Linked DNA regions of Mus musculus: region 1 is linked to region 2. A link is a contact called in public promoter capture Hi-C data. All regions are on one chromosome and are shown on one strand. Each heading gives the region's core, a stretch centred on a gene start, on an enhancer-like site or on the middle of the called end of the contact. The rest is flanking DNA. Distances are from core to core; before and after follow the strand shown.

Evidence for each region. Promoter capture Hi-C pulls out the DNA fragments that hold promoters and counts their contacts.
Region 1: a contact with region 2 is called in a promoter capture Hi-C map of the C10 cell line. The contact joins the promoter of Sppl2c here to the enhancer-like site in region 2. A contact is called at or near these places in 23 of 39 promoter capture datasets (the 3T3-L1 cell line, 3T3-L1-derived adipocytes, the C10 cell line and 15 more), 3 of 15 datasets of contacts at CTCF or cohesin (the NIH/3T3 cell line, embryonic stem cells and large pre-B cells), 12 of 484 Hi-C or Micro-C datasets (the CH12 cell line, the G1E-ER4 cell line, bone marrow-derived macrophages and 8 more), 3 of 115 datasets of contacts at active chromatin or transcription factors (bone marrow-derived dendritic cells and embryonic stem cells) and 3 of 9 other capture datasets (adipose tissue, liver and macrophages).

What each region holds. Positions count from the first base shown.
Region 1 is chr11:104,183,512-104,188,152 of GRCm38.p6, forward strand. It overlaps Sppl2c (signal peptide peptidase 2C), which reads left to right and starts at 2,816. Exons shown (of 1, transcript NM_199019.2): 1 at 2,816-4,641. The coding sequence starts at 2,865.
Region 2 is chr11:103,935,641-103,940,434 of GRCm38.p6, forward strand. All of the region lies in intron 1 of Nsf (N-ethylmaleimide sensitive fusion protein), which reads right to left. Among named protein-coding and RNA genes, the nearest start is that of Nsf, 16 kb to the right of the region's middle. Within about 2 kb of position 2,876, at least 6 of the 459 cell types and tissues checked have an H3K27ac peak or open chromatin away from gene starts, as enhancers often do.

The sequences.
Region 1 (4,641 bases), core at 1,566-4,065, 250 kb after region 2:
ATTTTTTGAACATTGCTTTCTATTCAAGAATTTTAGATTACAAACTAGGGCAGACATGGTCCCTGCCTTCACGGACCTCACATGTCTTTAGTAGAAGTAGAATAGGCACAGTGCCAAGTGTGGTGCCGTGAGGAAAATCTGCACTGTAGTGATGGCATGCTGAGAGGGGACTGTCCCCACCAGAGGAATGGTGATGGAGATTACATTGGAGCCAAAGCCTAGATGGCAAAGTCAAGCAGCAAGTGGCACAGATTATACTGCTAGGAGACTTGGGGCAGAGAGTAAGTCAGTAGAGTTAGAGATATGGCTCACTGGTGGAGGATTGTTTAGCGCACATAAGGTCTAGGTTCAATCCCTAGAACAAAGGAGGGGGTGGGAGTTGGGGCTGAAGGGCTATGCCCAGTGTTGACCCAGGACACAGAGTTGGGGCATAAGCCCATGCTCAGATTCCCTGGTGTGCCCTCCCCTCCTCCACAAGCCCTGGAGACCTGAACTAGTTCCCAGAAGAGCCTCATCCTGAAACAGAGTCTCTGCCGCTGTACCAAGAGGCTATGCTGGTGACTGATGGCAGACCTCATCTCCAGCAGAGAGGTGTCACAGGATGGCAGGTGAAAGGATTTGAGTGACAGCTGTGTGGCACTAGAGACTGGCTACAGGCCAGCAGAAGCAGCCTGGGAACACAGGAGCCCTCTGGCCACTCCCACCCCTCTCCAGGTCCCAGGGGCCCAAGGGTACCTCCTCTGCACATACCAGTTGTCCTGATGACCACATTCTTCAACTTATGCCTTCATGGGTGGCCTGAGGAAGACCGGATAGGGTAATTTGGTAGCTGATGAGACACCAGGGCTTGGATGGAAATCCGCCCAGCCAGTACCTAGGGTTGGTTCTTGATTTTAAATTCAGCTCCCAGCTCAACCCCAGAATGTAAGCAGGAAGACCAGCCTAGAATTCACTTCAAAAGGTTTATAAGACATCAAAGCCCAATGGTTTAACTATGTGAGAACTTTTTCTACTTGGACTGCTTTGAGCCTATTCTACTCCTAATATAAGTCACTGTTACAAAGACGCCCATGACAAGCAGAAGGCTTATTGTGGAAGGTCACATATCTCTCTAGTCACAGTGAGCACCCCCAGACAACTGCTCCATGCAGTTGCCCAGGGACTGCCCCCCTTCACTTTGTCCCCCATCCCTTCAGGCATTGTCCCCATTACAGGTCCTGTCCATGTCCTATGTTGTAAGGAAGGGACAGCTTGAGTAAGAAGCTCCAAGGTGAGCTCTGGATAGCGGGACTGATTTCCAAGGACGGTGTGCAGCCTCCAGCTAGGTGGGCCTTGTAGCGATGCAGTAAGTCCAGATAGACACACTGGCCCTTAGCATGCATTCTTCATCAGGCTTAGCACTCAGGAGCCTAGAGGTGTGATGTCCTCATTACTCTGCAGCTAATGATGCAGGGCCAGGGCCTGGAGCGAGAATGCAGTGTCTGAAAGTGCTTGCTGGGAAACCTTAAGGACCTAAGGATAGGTTCCCAGCACCCAGATCTTTAAAAATGGGGTGTGGCCACACACACGTGTCATCTCAGCCCTGTGGGAGGGAAAGACAGGATCACTGGGGCTTGCTAGCTGCCAGCCTAGCTCCAAGCCCCTGCCTCAAGAGAATGAGCCAGAGGGAGATAGAATGATGAGGAAGATGTACCCAGGGCCCTCCTCTGGTCTCCTCTGAACATGCACAGGCATTCGCTCCTACACACATCTGTACACATATGCGATACACTGTCCTGGTTTGATATCTGTTCCTATGATAAAACACCATGAGTGAAAACAACTTAGGAAGGAAGGACTTACAGGTTACAGGTCCACCATCAGGGTAAACCAAAGCAGAAACTCAGCCATGGGGCTGAAGAGGAGGCCATGGAGGGGTGCTGTTTACTGGCTTGCTCCCTATAGCGTGCTCAGCCTGCCTTTTTATAGAACCCATGACTACCCTCCTAGAAGTAGCACCACCCACACTCAAGAAGCAGAGGCAGGCAGATCCTCTGAGAGTCCAAGGCTAGCCTGGTCTACAGAGTGAGCTCCAGGACAGCCAGGGCTGCAGAGTGAGACCCTGGGTTGGCTGCTCATGCCACCCACGCAGCAGGGAACTAGCCTTGTAAATGCTGTAAACTTTTTATACTTAGTAAACTTTGTAAAGCCCCAAGGAGAAAAGTGTCCAGGCCCTCACCTGAGGAGCTCCGGCAGCCAGGCCCAACCCCCAGACCTCCCTAACTGTCATAATGGTGTTTCCAGACTCTGTAACTGTCACAAGGGTCATCTCCAGCTCCTCAACAAGACCCCTCCTCAGATTATGCTAATTTTAGGTAAAAAAAAAATCTGAACAGGAAAACTCACCAATCCCTGACCTCTCCCAGCTCAGACATCCTACTACTCCTCATCCTCACCCTGGATATCTCTGCCCTAGAAAGCTTCACCCCCTAAAAATCTCTCTATAAAGGCTGTGTCTGCTCAGTTCCCTGCTGTCCACTCCCTCCCAGGAGCAGAGGCAGCCACTCCTGAATTCGTCCCTCCACACCCCTCCACACACACTTCAACCTTCCCGGGCTAGCTGTACTGAGGCCTGGGCAGAGATGAGAGCTCAAATGAGCTCCCTCCCTACTGGAGCCAGGATTGGGAGATGATCTGAGAGGGGCCAGGGGCCTGTGTCCCACTGAGTGCTCTACCTCACTTTATGACAGGGTAGGTAGGTGTGGCTCTGGTTTCCAGGAGAAGTGGCCAAGCTGCTTTGTGACCAAGAGCCACACCCTTCCCCTGGGAGGGTAATAGAGCTGTGGGCAGCTGCTTCCTTGGGAGGAAGCAGGCGTCTGAGGAGGATGGCATGCCTGGGTTCCCTCCACCCCTTGGGCTCACTCCTCCTCCTCTTCCTCCTCCTCCTCCTCAGCCCCGAGGCCCGGGGAGAATACGGCCTGGTCCGAGTCGTGTCAAAGAACTGGAGCAAGGACTACTGTGTCCTGTACAGCTCTGACTACGTCAACCTCCCCCGGGACCTGCACCATGCCCCACTTCTGTCCCTGCATGATGGCACCAAGACACCCTGGTGTCCAGATGAAGACTCTTTCCACCAGGCCCAGGACAGTTCCCCTAGACAGCGACCCCTGCACCAGACTACTACCATGGTCACGCGTGGCAACTGTAGCTTCTATGCCAAGGGCTGGCTGGCTCAAGATCAAGGCGCCCAGGGGTTGCTCATTGTGAGCCGGGCCAGGAATCAACAGTGTTCAGACACCATCTCAAAGCCCCAGGACCCCAGCAAGCCCTGGCCTGCCCTCACCATCCCAGTGGCCGTGCTCCGCTACACTGACATGTTGGACATTGTCAGCCACACTTACGGTGACACCGATGTCCGAGTAGCCATGTTTGCACCCCTCGAGCCTGTTACTGACTATAACATGGCGATTATCTTCATCTTGGCAGTGGGTACTGTTGCTGCAGGTGGCTACTGGGCTGGTTTGATGGAGGCAAACAAGCTGCAGAGGCGCCAGGCCCAAAGAGGAGGGGGGCTTGGTGGTCACAATCAACAACAAACAGTGGCAGCTGAGAGGTCCCAAAGGGCCTGGGAAGATGACGACTTTGAAGATGCACCTATGGATTTCACACCAGCCATGACGGGCGCTGTGGTCACCATGTCCTGCTCCATCATGATCCTGCTGTATTTTTTCTATGACTGCTTTGTCTACGTCATGATTGGGATCTTTAGCCTGGGTGCCAGTACCGGCCTCTACAGCTGCCTGGCACCCATACTGTGCCACCTGCCCCTATGGCGATACCAGTGGGTCTTGCCTGGACAACGGGTTTCTGTAACATGGCCATTACTACTGCTGGCAGGCCTGTGTGCCATGGTGACTGTCCTCTGGGTCATCCACCGAAATGAGGACCATTGGGCATGGCTCCTGCAGGACACTTTGGGTGTCGCCTACTGCCTTTTTGTCCTGAGGCGGGTACGGCTGCCCACGTTCAAGAACTGCACTTTGTTCCTGCTGGCCCTACTAGCCTTCGATGTCTTCTTTGTCTTTATCACTCCCCTGTTCACCAAGACTGGTGAGAGCATTATGGTAGAAGTGGCATCAGGTCCAGCAGATTCTTCAAGCCACGAGAGGTTACCAATGGTGCTCAAGGTGCCCCGGCTAAGCTTTTCCGCCTTGACGTTGTGCAACCAGCCCTTCTCCATCCTTGGCTTTGGGGACATTGTTGTCCCTGGCTTCCTAGTGGCCTACTGTCACCGCTTCGACATGCAAGTCCAATCTCGCCAGGTCTACTATATGGCCTGTACAGTGGCCTATGCCGTGGGCCTGCTGGTCACCTTTGTCGCCATGATCCTCATGCAGATGGGCCAGCCTGCCCTGCTCTACTTAGTGTCCAGCACTCTGCTCACCAGCCTTGCTGTGGCCACCTGCCGCCAAGAGTTCACCCTTTTCTGGACTGGCCAGGGCAGAGCCAAGATTCCTGCTGAGCCTGTGGCACAGCCCTGCATTGCCTCTGCTGTGGGCTCCAAGATGAAGCTGGAGGATGCGAAGGATTCCCGTACAACCAACAGGTTTGAGCAGGCCGTTGATGGAGAGTCAGGGGACTTAGAGAGCAGCACTGGGGACG
Region 2 (4,794 bases), core at 1,626-4,125:
TTGTCTATTTACCATAGAAATGCCAAGGAAAAATTCCATACTTTTTTTTTTTTTCTAAAACTGACTTTGCCTCTAGGGAAAAAAAAAAATACAAGCCAAACACTACAGGCATATAGCCTTTTAAACATGAAATTATAATCAGTGATGGGTTGTTTTATTAAGGTGAGTTGTTCAAGTTACTGGAACACATAACTGCTTAAGGATATAGGAGTGTCTTCATTGTAATTTAAAATGCCAAACAGTATGGGTAGTGGGCTATAGGCCACTGGCAATTCTTAAAGAATGTCAAGGTTATCAAACAAAAGGGAACTCCAGTGGAAGTAATTATGACATCGGTCATTCCAGAGCCTTTAAACGGCAGAGAATTTGCTTCTTTTCAAAAAGAAAAAAGGGGTGGGGGGAGGAAAGTGCAGGCTTTAAGCAGGATTTTCTGGACAGTATTTCAGTTTGCCAATTTAAATAACACAGTCTTATGTAAAAGTTTCCTTTAGAAAATAGATTACTTGAGTGAACTTTTAAATCAAATAACAGCACGGTCAAATAAAGAAAAATTCAATATGAGGCAGCGAGTGGTAACGAACGCTCCTGTAATCCCAGCACTTGAGGGGTGGAGGCACGAAGATCAGGAGGTTAAGATGACCCTCAGCTACAAAGGGACTAAAGACCAGCCAGGACCACCAGAAACCCTATCCAAAAGGAAAGGGGAAAAGAAAATCAGAGTGTGCTAGCAGACTAGAAAGGGCTCATCACCAGACATTCCCTCCTACCCTGACTATAACCCTGAAGAACATGCTGTCTCTTCCTCAGGCCTCTCGCCTCAGGCCTTGGCTCCATTTCTCCAGAGGTTTGCAGATTCCCACAGGAAAGAGAGGAATACACAGAAACTTGCCCCAGGTCCAGCCTAGCTGACATGCCCCCACTCAAATATTTCTCCTAGGGGATCACTCTGAAGAACTAAGGGTTTAAAATTGCCCTTTCATGTGGGGCAGGGTGTGTGGGAGGGGAGGGGGCGTATGGCCCATGACTTCTATCTGTAATCCCAGCATTGGGAAAGCTGAGGCAGGAAGAGGAATGGCCACAAGTGTTCATGGCTGTTTTAAATGACCATCTCTGAGGAAGAGAAAAGAAACCTTCACTTTGCAACAAAGTAACTCCCAGACCTAGGACTAGTAGCATTAATGAAAACTTAGAATTTCATTTTGGAGTATCACTATCCACATTTCAAATATCACAAGTGCCTGATCTCTACCACTGCAGATGGTTCCAGTAGATACGATTGGTCCAGAGCAACATAGAAATGTTACCATAAATGGTCACCTGCAAGACCACAGAACCTCCTACACTATAAACTCCGATGATACTTGCAGCGCATGCCTGTAATCCCAGCACTTGGGAGGCAGAGGCAGGAGGATTTCTGAGTTCTGAGTTCGAGGCCAGTCTGGTCTACAGAGTGAGTTCCAGGACAGCCAGGGCTATACAGAGAAACCCTGTCTCGAAAAACAAAAACAAAAACAAGAAAAAGGGGGTTGTTTTGGTTTTGGTTTTTGGTTGGTTGGTTGGTTGTGTGTGTGTGTGTGTGTGTGGTTGGTTGGTTGGTTTTGGTTTGTTTTATGGTTTTTTTTTTTTTTTTTTTTGAGATAGTTTCAAGCAGCCCAGGCTGGCCTACAACTCACATTATATAATCAAGGATGGCTCTGAACTTCTAATCCCCCACCTCTACCTCCCCAGGGCTTGAATTACAGATGTGTAACTACCACACCTGGGCTTCTTGTTAAACTCTTGAAGACAGGCTGGTGAGAAGCCTCAGTGGGCAAATGTGCTTTTCCTCCAAGCTGAGGAGTTCCATCCCCAAGCCCCACACGGTGGAAGAAGAACTGACTCCCACAAGCTCCCCACATGCAGGCCATGATTCATGCAGAAACCTCCGTACCCACGCCCCCCCCACACACACACACATAATTAAATGTAATTTAATTAAGAAAAAATTCTGAAGATGTGGGATACGAGGCTGGGATGCGGGGGAGGGGGAAACAAAAAGCTTGGTGTGCCATAGTCATTTTCACAAGTCTCTTGGAGCATCCTTGACATTCCCTGACTCAGACGAATGCTGTGCACATAACGAGCGAACCTCTTGACACCTGTCGAGTCCTCAAGATTCTTTTATAAATGTCTATTTTAAGAAGCTTTCACTTTGATCTTTCAGGGGGAAAATCCGTGCGGAAAAAATGAGAACATCAAACAGCAATAACATCAAATACTGGCAACAGTACAGAGCAGCTTCATATAAAGGTTATATGGCCTAGCAAATATAGCCCCAGGTCTCTGGTCAGTCAGTAAACCGAAAACCTACGTCCACACAAACACTAAACATAAAGGTTCGTAGCATCTGTATTCATAGTAGACAAAACTGGAAAGGTCACAAATGTCCTCCTGATGATGAATGGATAAACAACAGTGTTGTGGCCATAAGACAAAATACTACTCAGGTATTCAGTAAAAATTAATCATCAGTGTATATATTTACCATTTACGGGCAGCGGGACCTGGGAGAACGGAGCCAATACGTGAGGCGAACTGAAGTTTAGTCAGAGCATCGGGCAATTTATACTCTGAGGACCAAGAGCAATCACCTGAGTAGAGCTCTCATGAGCTCCAGCCGTCGACAATCACAAGGACAAGCTGTACGTGGCAAAACCGTGTTTCCACAGAGGCACAGAAAGGAGAGCTTAAACATTTAACTGAATAACGTCAGCAAGCAATAATGAGCAATCTGGAGAAAACGCCCTGCTATCTGCTACACCTGGGAGGGGAGCATAGCAAGGCATTCTGAGATCAGTTCCCTGTTTTGAGGAAACGGGTTCACAAGACTCTCGCTGTCTTGGAGTTTTCTCACAGGTACTCAGCACCGTCCTCACTCACGTGCTTGGGCTGTGTTCTGACGGGAGTGTACGGGGTGAGTATGTGTGCTCGCATGTGTACATATGTATGTACATGAATGTAATGCTGGGTAAAAGAAGCTGTCTGTGAGAACGCAAGCATATGGTGTTTGTCCCGTGCGTCTGGCCTATTTCACTCACTGCAATGCTTCTCAGGCTCCGGCATGTTGCAGTGCATAGCCACGAAAATGTCATTATTTTCTACAGCCTGGCTATGTTCCACTGTATGGGCAGGCCACACTTTATCTTTTTTTTCTTTTTTTTTTTTTTTTTTTTTTTTTTTTGGTTTTGCGAGACAGGGTTTCTCTGTATAGCCCTGGCTGTCCTGGAACTCACTTTGTAGACCAGGCTGGCCTCGAACTCAGGAATCCACCTGCCTCTGCCTCCCGAGTGCTGGGATTTAAGGTGTGCATCACCACTGCCCAGCTCTATCTTTCTTTTTTAAGATTTATTTTATTTATATGAGTATACTGTAGCTGTCTTCAGACACACCAAAAGAGTACATCAGATCCTATTACAGATGGTTGTGAGCCACCACGTGGTTGCTGGGAATTGAACTCGGGACCTCTGGAAGAGCAGTCAGTGCTCTTAACTGCTGAGCCATCTCTCAAGCCCCCCAAGCCACACCTTATCATTTCAACCTCAGTGACTATTCAGATTGTTTGCGCTTGGAGGCTTTAAGAAGAATGCTGCTATGAACAGCCAGGCAGCAACCGAATGTGGAGTTTGGGGGTGTTATTTGTTGTTTTGTGTTTTTGCTTGTTTGGTTTTTGAGACAGGGCCTTGCTTACATAGCTAACTGTGGTCTCCAACTTGTGATTCTCTTGCTCCGTTTTTGGAGTGGCAGGATCACAGTGTGCAGCACCATGCGTGGCTCTCTGTAGAAGTTTACACATGAACATACGTCTTCAATTTCCGATACATGCTCACCAGATACCCAATTTACAAAGTCTTTCTCCCGTTCTGGGGGTTGCCTTCACTTTCTTAATCATCTCCTTTGACACACTAAAGTTTCAATTTTGTTAAAATCCTAGTTCTCCTGATTGCTGACGCTTTTGTATCACGTCTTTAAAAACCATTGCCTAATTCAAGAATGTGCATTTTTTAAATCTAGCCCTTCTTGGAAGGGTCACAGGGTTGGGTCCTTGAATTGTTCTTGTTTATTCTTTCTGATGCCAGAGCATAAAACGGTTTACTTATTTCCTCTTTCAGACTGGCCATTGTCATGGGAGAGAAATGCAACTGGTGCTGGATATTGCTTGCCTATGCTACAGCTTTGCTGAACGTTGTTTCTAGCTTTAAATCTTCCCCTCCCCCTCCATCCCTCCCCCCCCTCCAGATAAATTCTTTAGGAGTGTCATCTGGGACTGGAGACGTAGTCCGATGGTAGAGCACTTACCCAGAATGCACTGAGTCTCTAGGTTCAATCCCCAGCACAACAGCAACAAAAAAGAAACGGTGCAGCACCGTGCTGTCTGCATAGACTGATGGTTACGGATGCACCATGCTGTCTGCATAGACTGATGGTTACGGATGCACCGTGCTGTCTGCATAGACTGATGGTTACGGATGCACCGTGCTGTCTGCATAGACTGATGGTTACAGATGCCTTTTCTTCCTTTCCTGGCACAATGGCCCTACCTAACGCTTGCAATGATGTTGAATAGAAGTGGCCAGGAGACATCCTAGCCTTGGTCCTGAGCTCTGGGGTAAGCCTTTAACCTTCACCGTGAAGAAATACGATAGCACCTGTGGGTTCTTAGTTGGTCGGGTTTTATTTTGTGAGCCAGATTTTGACAGTGCCAGCTCATAAGGTTGCTGAGACTCTTAACAAGAAAAGTGTGTGTCTGTGAAGGTG